Linked DNA regions of Gasterosteus aculeatus: region 2 is linked to region 1. A link is a contact called in public Hi-C data. All regions are on one chromosome and are shown on one strand. The core of a region is the stretch at or near the end of the contact, and the rest is flanking DNA. Distances in the headings are between cores, read along the strand shown.

Evidence for each region. Hi-C and Micro-C count contacts between places; a contact is called where the count stands out from the background.
Region 2: a Hi-C map of tail fin shows a contact between it and region 1, with 4 times the contacts expected there. The contact joins the enhancer-like site here to the promoter of znf710b in region 1. A contact is called at or near these places in 2 of 6 Hi-C or Micro-C datasets (liver and tail fin).

The regions. Positions count from the first base shown.
Region 1 is chr12:16,953,465-16,957,378 of fGasAcu3.hap1.1, forward strand. It overlaps znf710b (zinc finger protein 710b), which reads right to left and starts at 1,853. Exons shown (of 5, transcript XM_040202996.2): 1 at 1,495-1,853.
Region 2 is chr12:17,004,689-17,008,669 of fGasAcu3.hap1.1, forward strand. It overlaps sema4bb (sema domain, immunoglobulin domain (Ig), transmembrane domain (TM) and short cytoplasmic domain, (semaphorin) 4Bb), which reads left to right. Exons shown (of 15, transcript XM_040203234.2): 8 at 191-348. Among protein-coding and RNA genes, the nearest start is that of serf2b, 18 kb to the right of the region's middle. Within about 2 kb of position 1,938, at least 5 of the 9 cell types and tissues checked have open chromatin away from gene starts, as enhancers often do.

The sequences.
Region 1 (3,914 bases), core at 603-3,102:
GGGGGCTGAGGATGCTCAATCTAAGAGCCGCAGTGAAATATGATCTCCTGACAAAAGGTCACTGTAAGACTAGAGAATGGGTGAGTTGGACAGAAATGGTTGGCACCCGTCATTCCCTCGAACACAGAGTTGATTAAATCAGTTCAGTCAAGGTGTCCTTTCCGGTTGCAAGTCGGCTGCTCAAAGTGACAGCAGAAATGGGTCAACTTTTCAAACTGCAATCAGTGAGAATAAGCGGGGGTGGGTGGGGGAGGGGGGGGATCGAGATCTGCACGGCGGCGATACTTCGGTCGAACCGTGCTGAGTCACTTGAATATTTCCATCGAAATGACCATCAATCAGGTGACCCGCAGACCGCAAGGGGAGGTTGTCTTTTTAATTACTGCCAGCCACTGAAGTGCACTGACACCTAACTACTGGACCACTTCTATACCCCCCCCCCCCTCCTCTCCTATATGCACTGTATGCAGCCACAGTATGCCTCCATCAGACTCTCTGTGGCAGGTATGCGAGGGGCCCATTCTGACCACAAAATGCCACGGAAGCGGTCCAACATAAGGAGCATGCACACGTGTATAATACACATGCACCTACAGCCGGTGGGCGATGGAGTGACCTCATTCGTGGCGTGGAGGATACCTGTGGCCCATCAATGATCCCTGACAGCCCAGTGAGGAGTCAGACGACCGGCGGTGGTGGTGGTGCACGGTCCCCGGGCTACAGGTTATCTACTGCAGTGCATCTCTCTGGTGCCCCCCCCCCCCCCACCCATCTGCACCGGGTTGTGAGACGACTCGTGCACGCTATCAACTCCCGAGCAGCTTCGCAACATGAACCATTATATCTTTAAAAAAAAAAGGAAAAGAAAAGAGCCCGACAACTTAAGAGCTAGAAACTTTAGTTGCCGACAGGCCTGCGGGAGGACACCTCGGCCTCCCCGGGTCCTCCGGCGCGGGGAGGCGGGCCGTGCTCGACGTGCAGGGCAGCCGCGACTAGTGATGTGCAGACCCGGGATAATGTGGCCTGGTGTTGCCCCCCCCTCCTTTACTCCCCTATGCGTCTCTTTACCCCCCCTTGTCCCCCCATATCGACGCCATCTGTTTGTGGCATGAGAGAATGTGGAAGTCACACAAAAAAAAAAGAAATGGAAAATACGACATTTCGACTGTAGTTGTTGACCCACATCGACCGGCGCGTTTTTAATTAAATACGGTAAAATAGAGGCACCCGCAGCGGAAGACGCCGGACGGAGCCGCCGCGGCTGTAAGATGTCCAGACGTTCCGCGCGTACATTTCCTGGCCTGGTCGGGGGGATTTGAATAAGTTGCGGTGGAAGACCTCCTCCTCCTCCGCCTCCTCCTTCTCCGCCTCGCCGGGCCGGACGACTCAACGCTCCGGCGGCGCCGACGTCTCCTCGACCGTCGGCAACAACAACATAAAAAAAAAAGAAAATGATAAAAAAGGAAAAAGAAATATTCAAAATCGCAAACTCACCTGATTCCAAAATCGGTTTATGGTGGCGGCGTGATTGTGGTTAATTTCTATATGTGGAAAAACAGTTGGTGGGTCCCCGTTGTGTGTGTGTGTGTGTGTGTGAGTGTGTGTGTGTGTGTGTGCGTGTAGCAGGAAGGAGGGAAGGGAAGGCGAGAGGAGCTGACGTGAATGAATAAACAACTGAGCTCCTCCTCGACGCCACAAGTAAAAGGCGAGATGTGGCTCACGGAGCGGAATCCGCCGCCGGCCGCTGCGCGTCCCGCTTCACGTCGTCTCCTCCACCGGCGATCACACTCGTCTTTCACCACACGAGCCCCGCAAACCTTTGACATTCATAATCACAGCCTGTCTTGTGCCGAGGAAACACGGACACTTTTGACATAATCACCACTAACGATTATGTTATTGTATTGTATTTTTATTTTTATTGTTTTGATATTAAATAACGCAAACACTAGAAGTCATTTTAATTGTAAAAACACAGTATTTCTTATGGCATTCACACAACCCACCAGGTGGCGCTATTTTAGCCAAGACTTCATTTGGTATGACGAGTAAAGGCCATTAAGACCCCATGCAGACACAAATACTTTGTTCAGTAAAGACTCGTCGGTTCTCAACAACAGATCAAACTTTTGGAAAAATCCGGATGTATGAAAAGTGTCACTGCTGGATTCAACTGGGAAGGCGTGTGTATGCATCATGTGTGTGTGTGTGTGTGTGTGTGTGTGTGTGTGTGTGTGTGTGTGATGTGGTACATGAGCGGCCTCCAAACCAGTATGTGGGGTGCCAGATGTTGTCTGCTGTCACACTGCTCTGACGTCATTGTAAAGGTGAAAACATCCAAACGAACACACAGCTTAGGAGTCGAGGGGCACGTTGATAAAGGAAGCTTTACCTTAAAATACAACGGAAAACAGTACAGAGAACCAGCTGTTATGATGTGACTGTGTGAACATCTTTCTTACCATTCAATTAATACCAGCAAACCCACAGCCGAAGAATTTACAATTAGCTACTGAACCTATTTCAGAGGAAAGCTCATTCATTTTGCTTATTTAGTACGATATGATGAGAAGCAGATCTCTAGAGGGATATTTGAGTTGTTGTCTCTTTGTTTTTTACATTAATTTACATTCATTCATTTGATTTGATGGGGAAGTGCATGGGGTGGAAAAAAAGGAATAATTTCACGCTCCCTCAATCAAAGGAAAATGCCGATAATAACATTTTGATTGATTAACTTCAGAAACTGTGTATTGTTTTAAAGCTGTGCCCCAATAACCCTAAAGAATAATTCACAAATCCAACACTAGAGAGCGCTAGCACTCCACTGAATTGCTGTGACTGAGCATATTAAAGAAATTTTGTCCAAATGATTAATCATGTCTCATGTGATTTCTTAATTCATTAATTGCTATTAATACGGAAATGACTGAATACATTTTCCTCTTATAAGCTGTCAGAGAAGATTAAGGCATGTCGGCCACATGTGATGCGCTAGTCCTTTAAAGGCATTTACAACATGGAAATGTTCAAGTTCATTTTCTGCTTGTGTTCAGAAAACGATGGAGGGTTCTTCTTGTTCTTCTTGTGAAGAATAGGAGTCAGTATTTGTGTCTCATAACTCTGCCTTCCAGTCCTTTTGTACTGTGCTATATCCGTCACGGACGGATATAGCACAGTAGCCTCCCTGTAGCCTCTGATTGTCTAGTGTTATTGACAGAAAATACTCATTTATATGAAGATGCTGTGGCGGCGACCTTTAGCATTCAGAGGCCCATCAATACACAAATGCACTGTGAATTTAAATGTTTATGGGTTGTTGATCTCAAACTGGGGTTAAGACTGTGTCTGCAAAGTGAGATGGGATGTTATTGATTGTTTTCATAGAAGATTCAGAGGTTAAAAAAAAATGTCAGATGGAAAACCCTTTAGAAAAGTTAGAAAACAGCAACCAGACAGTGTGGGGGTGTTTTTTATGAAGCTCATTGGGTTAGAAGTCACATTTCTGGCCATTTGAGGTTTCCTCATATATTTCTTTTTCTTTTCTTTTCTTTTCTTTCATCTTTGAGCATAAAAAATGCTGTTCACATAACGACCTGAATATGTGAGTTAATATGCAGCAAACGCTTTCAGTAACACACGCTCCGTTTTTTTCTTTTGCCAACATATTAATATTCCAGTCTGGTACTGTTGGTTCATCGTGATGCGCTACCGTGATAATTTCACTGCCTGCTATTTCGCATTGCAGGAATTTGTGCAGTTGAGTCTTTGAAAACAGCTTAAAAATGTTGTTCCTGAGGGTGGTTGATTCAAAAGCGAGGCCCGTCTCCTCCTCGCCTTCCTCATCTCCGGCCTGCCTGTCTAGACTGTGATAACCGTCTGCTTCGTTGCTTTGAACGCTCCACTGTTTGCGG
Region 2 (3,981 bases), core at 688-3,187, 51 kb after region 1:
CTTAACAGAGCAGATATGCTCCACAAACGTATTAGCAGCAGGCCGAGAGCAAAGACGAGCCCTTCCGGTGCGATCAGTCGCTTCCGAGTGCACTCTTGACTTAAGTGAGGCAACATCATTTTCCCTTGAGGGGACAACAACGGTGTCTCTCTAACCCTCGTGTTTATTTGCGTTCCTCCACTTTGAGCAGATCCAGTCTTTGTCGGGTCGGCTTACATCGAGGAGAGTCAGCCAATAGGAAACCCCGTTGGAGACGACGACAAGATTTACTTCTTCTTCAGCGAGGCGGGAAAAGAATTTGACTTCTTTGACAACACCATTGTGTCGAGGATTGCTCGCGTGTGTAAGGTAAGTCACCCGCAATTAGGTCGAGGTCTTTATACGAGACGGCCCTGCAAAAGTCAGAGGCGCAGCATCGCCCTCCTTAATCCCGATACAATTGCCCTAAAACGAGGCGAGGCGCGCCCTTGTCAAAGCACGTCGGCTCACAATAAATACGTCATGCTTGTTTAGATGCAATGGAAATGTGTCACTGGCGCGGCTGAAGCTTTTTTTCTATTTCACTGTGCAAACATGTTTTCAACAGATTTGGTTTCCACTCGCATTGAATCATCTGCTCCCACTCACCGCGCCCCTCCCTTTTCTCTCTGCAATGTCATCTCCCCCCTCTCTCCCTTCATGTCCCTCACAGTGTCAGCTGCACTCGTCCAGCCCTCCAGCTCTTTGCCTTTCTCCACCAGCGCCTTGAGCTTTGCCGGCATTATTAGTATTCAAGGGTGCTTTGCAGCAATACGAAACACACACACCCGCACAGTTATGTGGTCTGTATGTGTTGCAGGAAAAGCAGGCAAACTGCAGAATTAACTCTTATTATTTAAACTGCTGACGTCATTCTCCTCCTCCTCCTGAGAGTTTAGTTTGCTCGATCGCCCTGAATAATCAGCGGCAGACTTTCTCCCTCTTCACCTGTATTCAGATCAATTAAACGGCCGCTAGACATACATGCACTTACCTCCCTCCCTGACTGATGGCTCTTGCGCACGGAGGCAGTAATGTGAGTAATCGCAGGGACAGCATGTAATCTTAAGTGACAGCTTAATGACTTGGTCCTGCTGGGCTCTGGCAATCGGTGCTGCAGCACCTCTCGCTGGCGGAGCACCTCTCGGGTTCTATATATGGAAATATCATTGACAGAAAGGCGTGCAGACTGTGGTAACTTGCTGCAGATGAACTGCGCAGCGGAGACAGTAGAATGGCTTTCTCGGCTCTATAAGGCGCCTTTATATCTCTGGAACGCAGCAGCCAACATTTTTTTTCAAATGCTTTTCTGTGGCAGCTCAGTAGTGATGAAGGAGGTTAATTTCCTAATTGAAATGCGAAATGAGAGCTTTCCCAAATCAATGTGTAGAGATGAAAACACAGGAAATTCACTTATGGAGGAGTCATCTTGTGCAGAGGGACAACACCCCTCATGTGTTGGCCCTCTTGTCGTCGGTCCTCAGATAGATGTTGACAGAAAGTATCATTTTTCCATGCAATCAATTTGCTTACATCTTGGAAAATTGGCACCAACAATTCAGTTTGTAATATGCTCATGGGTGTACAGAAACCTGCCACCTGATTACTTTGATTATCTGGAATGTTAATGCGTGATGGAGATCGTCTAAATGTGCAACTCACACTGAATCTAAAGATACATGTCCGTGCATTTAGATGCGACTGAGCTGTGACTCAGAGAAGGAGGCACAAATTGCAGCAATCAAGCTCTAAGGGTTTTAAAGCACCATAATTGCCACCATGAGCTGTGTGCCATCGTTGTGTACCGCCGCTGCCGTCGGTCTTGTTAGTGAGCGAGTCGAACTGGAATAACTAACCTCCTGTTGTTTTCCCCGGCGTGCACCTGTCCGCCTCTCACAGGCTATTTTCCTCGTATCCCTCGCTTGTCCAAAATTAGAACGCATCCCTGAGAAACCACCCCCTCTGCAGGCCCACGCCTCCCCCCCCACCCCAACCATTAGAAAATCCACCTTTTTTTTTTATCCGAATGGTGGCTCATTTCCAAACGCACACGCCTGTTAGGCCTCTCCCTGCTGGTGTTTTAGTATCCATAACGCAGCCTTGCAGACGGATAGCAAACATGTGGTACTTTTGTGTACGTGTGCCAGGTCAAGGCCTGTGTGAAATGTGCTTTCATTTGATATGTCAAATATTTCCTACGCGTTGGTTTCATCTCACCAGACATTTTGTTACCTTTTTAGTTTCTCGTAAGATACGATAAATCAAAGGCAAACTGACGTCTCACTGACGTCGCTGCCAAGTAACTCGGCTTCCGAAGTTGTTTCCCCCCCCATGTTCCTATCTACCCGCCTCCCTTCTTCCACTCCCTCCTGTCTTTTGTTTATTCAGGTGTGCGCACTGAGGGACTCTGGAAAAGCGCGTGTGGAACCGTCCTCTTTGCTCCTCGCTTCGTCTTCTTCGGGTTTGACGAACGTGACGTGAATCTGAAATGTGAAGTTCAGGCGAGAGAGAGAGAGAGAGAGAGAGAGAGATGCAATACGGCACAAGAGCAGGAGCACATTTCTGGAGGGTTGTTATCGTTGGGGGGGTGGGGAGGGAGGGGGTTGCTGGTCGACCCTATTGAGAGTACAAGCTGCTCGGCGGAGCACAGCAGCAGCAGCGGCGGCGGCGATGAACAGCTGAGAGAGCAGGAATGTGGTCGTCTCATTATGTGCACAGGCTACTGGCACAGCCTGGTAATTGGCTCCCAGGCCGTGCATCTGTCCCACGAGGTTTCACCTCCTCGTCGTCGAGCAACGGGAGCGCTTGTGTGTAACAGCACGCAGAGGAGTTGTTAACGGGGGGGGGGGTGAGGGGGGAGCTTACGGTTTTTGCATTTTGTCGTCTCCTCACGGGTGATTCACGCTGTTGTGTAGGAGGGTTTTTTTTACGGTTTCAGGGGCCTCGCTGATGGATAGTGTGTGTCTGGAGATTGGGCCGGACCACTTGTTTTGGTTGTGATCTTTCCAGCTCCTCCCGTGTTTTTCGGCTTGCTTGCGTGCTCTATTTGAAAAGGAGTTTGTGTTTGGTTTGTGTTCACAATCTCTTAGATAATTGCCGGCCGCAGGAAGGTGGTCTGATAACTGTTTATGTGAATATTTAGTGACGACCTTAAAAGGAGCAAACTCCTCTTCTTTGTCTCGGAGGAGAGGTGAACCACGTATGCTGGCTGCAAAGCTATAATTATAATAATTAATAATTATAATTGAACTAGCTATTCTTTTTACTTTCTCCTCCTTCAAAGGGCAGCATCTATTTTGTGCTAAAGCTTCTTTATCAAGCTTTTTTTGTTACCTGCATGTTGTTGCATTGTCAAAATGTCCTTCATAGTTTTTATTTAAAGGCACCACATATATGCTGCACAAAGGAGAAGGATTTTAAATCTTTGATTTGCATCCAGACCGTAAAATGGTGCTTGATGATTGTTTGTCCAGTTAATTTCCGTAAATAATATTATAACTGTCACAGGAACAACTTTCAGCCTCCTTTACCACAACAGCATCCTAAAGCAAAGAGTCTGCAGGTATTTTCTAACGGCTAATAAATTGCACCATGTGTTAAGACCCCCCATCCATAATATATTTTGCTTATTATTACGTATCTTTGTTAGAGCTTCACTGTGCATAATGAGTGAAACACGAGTGTGTGTGACACATGAAGCCATCCGTGCACACACTGAGAGAGGAAGTACGAGACAATTACCATGTTGGAAAACTATTTGCATTTTAATTGAGACTACTGTTTTTATATTGTGTTTCATTTGTTGGGCATTAATAAATAACCTAAACATGTCTGGAGGGGATCTTGCTGTGTTCCTGTCTCAATTCCTTCACCCAGTAAATGACATGTTCTTTTCAGGGATGTTAACCATGGTGTTAATAAATGATGGTTTAATGAGACATAACATCTTCTTTAACGTAGCAT